Linked DNA regions of Oryctolagus cuniculus: region 1 is linked to region 2. Evidence: chromatin contacts called from public Hi-C data. All regions are on one chromosome and are shown on one strand. Each heading gives the region's core, a stretch centred on a gene start, on an enhancer-like site or on the middle of the called end of the contact. The rest is flanking DNA. Distances are from core to core; before and after follow the strand shown.

The links. A called contact is a pair of places that touch in the nucleus more often than the background predicts.
Region 1: a Hi-C map of an unstated tissue shows a contact between it and region 2, with 11 times the contacts expected there. The contact joins two enhancer-like sites. A contact is called at or near these places in 5 of 6 Hi-C or Micro-C datasets (ear pinna, embryonic fibroblasts, psoas muscle and 2 more).

The regions. Positions count from the first base shown.
Region 1 is chr9:85,064,901-85,068,077 of mOryCun1.1, reverse strand. SLC7A1 (solute carrier family 7 member 1) reads right to left here. Exons shown (of 13, transcript XM_070049065.1): 13 at 2,515-3,177. Among named protein-coding and RNA genes, the nearest start is that of SLC7A1, 88 kb to the right of the region's middle. Within about 2 kb of position 1,762, at least 1 of the 8 cell types and tissues checked has an H3K27ac peak or open chromatin away from gene starts, as enhancers often do.
Region 2 is chr9:84,881,898-84,885,536 of mOryCun1.1, reverse strand. No RefSeq gene overlaps it. Among named protein-coding and RNA genes, the nearest start is that of SLC7A1, 95 kb to the left of the region's middle. Within about 2 kb of position 1,591, at least 1 of the 8 cell types and tissues checked has an H3K27ac peak or open chromatin away from gene starts, as enhancers often do.

The DNA of each region.
Region 1 (3,177 bases), core at 513-3,012, 180 kb before region 2:
AGTCATAAACTATGCATAGATTTCACAAATTTCTCACCTGTTTTCACCTGCAAGTGCTCGCTCCTCTCATCCCAAGGGCCTTCAGTGTGGGCAGCTGCAAGCCTGGCCCTGGAGTGGCCTGCAGGTGCCTGGCACTTGTGGGGTCACAGGAGTCCCCTGGGTCTGCCACCTCCCTCGGTGGTCTTGCAGGGTGCGTAGGCGTGGCCCTGGCGGGCACGGAACAGACTCTGCACAGAGCACCCACGTCACGGGCCCCCTGGCCCCCAGGATCCCCTCGGGAGCAGCCCTGCTTCCCTGTTTTTCCACAGTGCCCACCTGGCGATCGCCGGTTTCCTCAGCATGCCCTTCTGTTTTGGGGTGTCTTGAGAGCCCTCCCCACTGTGTGATAGCCACCTCCCAGTGTCCCTCCACCCACTGCGTGCACTAAACAAAGCAGATGTCCCCACAAGGAGCACACTGGAGATAGCCCCAGCACCCGCAGTACGCGCGGGGACATCAGAGAACTGCCCCTCCCGTACTGACTGTGCAGCAGGTGGAGGCCTCTGAGGCCAATTCACCCACCAGAGAGATGCCCGCCGTCCCTCAGGGAAGACTTGTGTTGTCTCCATGGGAGGGGGCCGGGAGGAGCCGGGAGCTGCCTGAAGGGGGTGTGGCTGTGGCGGCATGAAGCAGTGAGTGACAGGAGTGACACTTGTCATCTCACTCATGACACTCAGCAGGCAAGCGTCCTGCGCCTGCAGAGTCCACATGAGTGCTGCAGACATGCAATGCCAAGGGCTATTCAACCTAAGGACCTGGGGAGTCTGTTACGTTCAGGTGGGGAAATAGGAGAGGATCGCGGAAGTTTCACAGAAAACGGGATTGGGGCAAAGATTACAAATTCGCGTGCATCGAGGGACTTCAAGCAGTTTGTAAAAATGTGAATTATGAAAAACCATGCACGGATTTCTTCTCCAGGCTCCCTCGCCCGTCTGCTTCTCTCAGTCCTCTTGCCACACATCTCAACCAAAAAAGGGCGCCCGTGGGGCTTCTGCACCCCAACCTCTGTTAATGCCCTGCCTGGCCCCAGCAGGGAGTTGCGAGCCCATGCGGCTCACTCAACGGTTTCTGGAAGTTTCTCCCGGCACCAGCATGTGCACCCTCCCCCTCCCCTTGGGTGCCCAGGTCAGGTGCACCCCAGCCAGCCCCATTGCACGCTCGCTGTCCAGTGGAGCCACAGCTTCCCCTCTGCACCCGGGCTACCACGGTGGGTAGCTGGGGTCCCGGCGCGCTGCATACACGTGGGCACCGCATGACCCAAAAAGCACCCGAGGGAGCTGTGGCTTTCCTTAGTGGACTTAACTGCCTGTTGTTTTCCCAAGGCCATTTTACAACTTTGCCTTGTTGTTGTGTTTTAAGTGTCTAGGGCAAACGGGCTTAATTTGGTAAAACTTGACTGGTGGTGCCTGAGCAAGGCCCGGCTGTGACGATGGGATTGGAAGCCCAGGCAGTTCCCTGGGGCTCTCCCTGACGCAGACTGACGCCCTGTGCAGGCCGCTGGATAATGTGCCCCAAGTATTTCCTAGCCAAACTGGAAGGGCAAGTTGCTGCAGGCTGGAACAGCTCTGCCTGCGCGCCGAAGCCCAGGCAGCAATTTTTCAAGCCGCCTGCGCTGCCGCACTGTGGCCACTAGATGGCAGTGTGTCACCGCGGGACCCAGGAACAGCCTGAAGTCGCGTGGAGTCCTGGGCCCGGCTGCTTGGCAAAGCCGGCCCGCGGTGTAGGGCAGGGGCTGCTGGGCCCCCGTTCTCGCTTCCCTGCAGTGTAACCGTGATCGCATAGAGGGGGCCCACGGCTACCGGGGACCCCAGACACCTGCACGTCCGTGCTGTCCCACGGCCCGTGCTCTCGGGTCGGCTTGCCGATGAGGCCGCGAGCTCAGAAGGGACTCCAGGCCCAGAACCCTAGTCAGGAGCTTGGACACAGCTCGGTCCAGCTCCCTGGACGGAGCTTAAAGCTTATCACGCAGGCAACAAACAGGTCTTCCGGGATAGCCCCGGAATCCCTGCTTTTGTGTGTGGGAACGAAGGGTGCCTTGCCCGCCTGGACCTCCAGAGCCAGAAATGCCCCCTTTCTCAAGGGGGTTCGGCGTCAGGTTCTGAGAGCTACAACCTGCCCCGTCCACCTCATTCCGCTAGACACGTGCGGGGCAGCCAGTGCAAGCCTAAGGCGACAGTAGAGAGGGGGGGTTTGCAGCCTCTCTAGGGTCCCAGGTCCAAGCCAGGGTGGACAGAAGATGGGAGGTGGAGGGAGGATGGTGTTGGGGGAGGGGGACCCAAACTAGGTGTTAGGGGTTCCCCAACAGAGGCTCAAGTGCTTGGAATAAGACACCCCACCCTTCCCCGCCCAGTGACTGCAGGAAAATAAGGCTGGGCACTTCAGGCCATCAGCCGTAGGACAGAACAGGATCTGGAACTTTCCATGGGGGCACAGCCACATTGCCAGAATTCCCGAAACCACACCATACACACGGAAGGCAGAGACAGCATTTATTAGAATTTGTGGAAGCATGAGATAGCGCTTTTTTTTTTTTTCTTTTGACCATGGAAAGCATGGTGGGAAGTCGTGGATGTACAGTGTAGTCAGCAGAAAGGGGAGATGGAAGAGTTTCACATTTTTTTAAGGTGAGAGGCGACACCTGCACTTGCCCTTAAAAAATAAAATACAATACAGTAAAACCCAGAGGGGCCCAAGCAGCAACCAACCTGGTTTGCAGTTAGCATCAGAATCTAAATCTAGTATAATTATTTAAGAAACTCTAAGAAAAACTAGTAGAAAAATAGAACATCAAACAAGCAAAAATTATCATACAATTTACATAATAAAAATGCACAACTCTAATAATGGCTCCACATTCAGTAGAAGACAGTTTGCTGGAAACCACAGCGCTCCAGGTTTGATAATAAACCCACCCTCTTCAGCAGCACGACCCCCTGTGCCCCTAAAACCCAGTGAAGCCAAAAGGCACAACTTAAGCAGGAAATGTATCTTAAATATATATTACAACGTCTCCAAAGGGAAAATAAGTCCCAAACTTAAAAGTCTGTGATGGAGAAAACAGGAAATCAGAGATCTCAATAAATTAACAGAGTCCCAGTGTCCTCCTGGCCTGTTTCCTGTCCCTGCTGCACACACTCA
Region 2 (3,639 bases), core at 342-2,841:
GGTCTCCCATGTAGGTGCAGGGGCCCAAGCACTTGAGCCTTCTTGTATGCTTTCCCAGGCCATAGCAGAGAGCCGGATCAAAAGTGGAGCAACCGGGACTTGAATCGGTGTCCATATGGGATGCCAGCACTGCAGGCGGCAGCTTTGCCTGCTACGCCACAGCGCTGGCCCCTATATGATCAATTTAAATTCAGTATACTTGCCAAAGAAATTCAATAAGGGAAAGGAAAATCTTTTCAACAAATAGTGTGGAACAACTAGATGTCCACGAAGGGAAAAGTGAATCTGGATCGCTACCTTACACCCTACACTAAAATTCATTATAGATAGACAATAAACCTAAATGTGAGAGCCAGCACCAACAAGCTTCTAGCAGTCTGCATACCAAAATATCTTTGGAATCTCAGAGTAGGAAAAAAATTACTTGGATAACAGAGAAAACTAACCAGAAAAGAAAACATTAATAAATTGGACCTTATAAAACTAAAAAGTTTTGCCTATCAAAGAACATTGTTGGGGCCGGCACTGTGGTATAGTAGGCTAGGCCTCCTCCTGTGGCACCAGCATCCCATATGGGTGTCGGTTCAAGTCCCAGCTGCTTCACTTCTGATCCAGCTCCATGTGCCTGGGAAAGCAGCAGAGGATGGCCCAAGTGCTTGGGCCCCTGCACCCAAGTGGGAGACCCAGAAGAAGCTCCTGGCTTCAGATAGGCCCAGTCCCAGCTGTTGCAGCAATTTGGGGAGTGAACCAATGAATGGAAGACTCTCTCTCTGTCTCTCCCTCTACCTGTCTGTAACTCTGCCTTTCAAATAACTAAATAAATATAATCTTTGAAAAAAGCAATGTGAAGAAAATTAATAAAGTTAATAGATAAGTAATAGAAAAATGTTATTTATATATACATGCACATACACATGCAGTTTTAAAAACTTCAGGGAAAATGCATATATTAAGAAAAATTATGCATGAATTTCAAATTTCTTGCAACAAAATAAATTTGTTTTAATTCTATTTTTCCATGAGCATTGTGAAGTAGATGAGGGTGTGTGTGTGTGTGTGTGTGTGTGTGACAAAAGATCTTCAGAACATTTCAAGAACTGTACAAGTCAATAATGCAATGATTACAAACCCAATTAGTGAATCAGCGAGCATCACTAAGATGCTGAGTGCAGAGTTCGTCTCATGCCTCCGGGGCTAAAACTAAGGAGCCCCATAAGAAAATCCGCTTGATCATCAAGAAGGTTCATTAGGGCTTTTGAAAGAAAATAGCCCCGTGAATTGAAAGTGCACTATGACTTAGTCCAATAATCTTCGGTACATTCTGTACAAAGGCTCTCCAAATAATTTGGGAAAGATGGACCGGATAATCCTCACACTTTGCATAGCAGACAGGTGAGGGAGCGAACAGTTCAGCCCAACCTCACACGGGGAGAAAAACCAAGGGGCAGCCTGCCGCTGGCGAAAGCTAACAGCAGAGCCAAGAACCCAGGGCCCTTGGCTGCTGGCAGCTGGACAAGTGCACACTGCGAGTGAGGCCAGGGCCGGCCCGTGTGATTCACTGGCCCCTCACACTCAGGGAAAGTCAGGGCTTGTAGCTTTGCTGGGGGCTCTCGCTGGGGAGGGTGGACTGCCCAGCCGCCTCTGGGAGGCTCCATGACTCACTTCCTGCTCAGGGGCTGCTGCACCAGCTTGCAGCCATGAGCCCGGGGCCTCTCCTCCTCCACCAAGCCCTTCCTTCCCTGGCCGCTCCCTGGCTTCCAGAGCTCCACCCACACCCTGCCGAGCGCATTCCTCACCTGGTCTCCACCACTGAGCAGTGCTGGACATCCCAGAGCGATGTAGAAGTCAGTTCTCAGCGGCCAAGCCCCCGTCTGAATCTCGGTGCTGACAAAGTCTCACCATCAGTCCTGGTCTCGGAGCCTTCATTTCTGCCAATACCCAGGCTTCTTCAGCTCTCCAAGCCGCAGCCATCACCTGGCACCACCGCGGCCGTGGCGTTCCCCCCACCTCTCCCTCCTCCAAGCTTTCTTTGTCCTCTGCTCTTGGGGTACTTAATGTGGGCCACTTATCAAAGGGGGTATTAATCCGACAGCACAGCCTCTGAGGAGGTGACATCCCAGGTGAGACTTGAATGACGAGAGGGACACAGCTGTGCGAAGATCTGAGCGGAAGGCACGAAGCAGTGTTCAAACAGTCCACGGGCAGGGCCAGCACTGGGGCACAGAGGGGTCCAGCCACTGCTTGTGACACCCACAACCCCATCAGAGCACGGGTTCCGATCCTGGCTAATGCGCCCCTGCAGCCCACATGGGAGACTCAACTGGAGTTCCCGGCTCCTGGCTTTGGCCTGGTCCAGACCTGGCTGTTTTGGACATTGAGAAGTGAACCAATGGATGGGGGAGAGTCTCTCTCTCTCTCTCTCTCTCTCTCTCTCTCTCTCTCTCTCTCCCCCTCCTTCCTTCCCTCTCTCTCCCACCCCTCTGTTGGTCCTTCTCTGTCATTCTGCCTTTAATAGACAGAAATACATAAATAGATCTCTTTTAAAAAAAACCGTCATTCTAACCTTAACAACTGTGGGCACACTGTGAGCCAGGTGTACACTTGCAGTTTACAAGAAAGCGTGTTCAGTCTTCAGTTAAGTTTTCAGATAAGGCTCAGCAAGGCGTAGGAACTTCCCACCAGCACATGCTTGGCCAGGGGTAGAACTAGAATTAAACCTGATCGGAGGGGCTGGCACCGTGGCACAGTAGGTTAATCAACTGCCTGTGGTGCTGGCATCCCATATGGGCACCGGTTCTAGTCCCAGCTGCTCCTCTTCCAGTCCAGCTCTCTGCTGTGGCCCAGGAAAGCAGTAGAAGATGGCCCAAGTCCTTGGGCCCCTGCACCCGCGTGGGAGACCCAGAGGAAGCTCCTGGCTCCTGGCTTCAGATCGGTGCAGCTCCAGCTGTTGTGGCTGATTGGGGAGTGAACCAGTGGATGAAAGACCTTTCTTTCTGTCTCTCCCTCTCCCCGTATGTAACTTTACCTCTCAAATAAATAAATAAAATTTAAAAATCTTAAAAAAAAAACACCTTGATCAGAGTCAACATCACAGGCCTGAGCCATGGGCATCCTGCCAGCAAGAGGCCAGGTGGCTCCCATTACTGCTCCCAGGAGCCTGGACAATCAATGGCTGTGTCTGAACTTCTCCCAGGGCGGCAGCTCGCTCCAAGGTTGGGACCTGTACGGGCAGGAGTGGCCGTCCCTTGCAGTGCCATCCTGTTCGTCAGAACAAAAGCTGATGCAGAAGGCAAAGCCAGGATTGGCAGAGCCAGGCCAAACCCTTTGTTTATGTCCCCCTTGGGGGGAAAAGGCGAGGAAAGTGCATTTTTCATGAACCAGTTGAGCGGGGCCTCTTTTTGACTTTATGCCCAAGGACACCACCCTTCTCTGGAAGCTTCTGTGGAGGTGGTTGTGAGCTGCTGGTGGCGGTGGTGGGGGTGGGGGTGCACTTTCCCACATGCATTCTGAAGTTGGCCCTGTCTGCCGGGTAGGTGTTCCTGGAGTGGAAGTCCAGGCTCCCCAGGGCCCAGCCCAGCACAACATGCCTGGGACCTCCATGTGGGCAGTTGCTGTAGTGGGCTGAATCATGATCCGCAA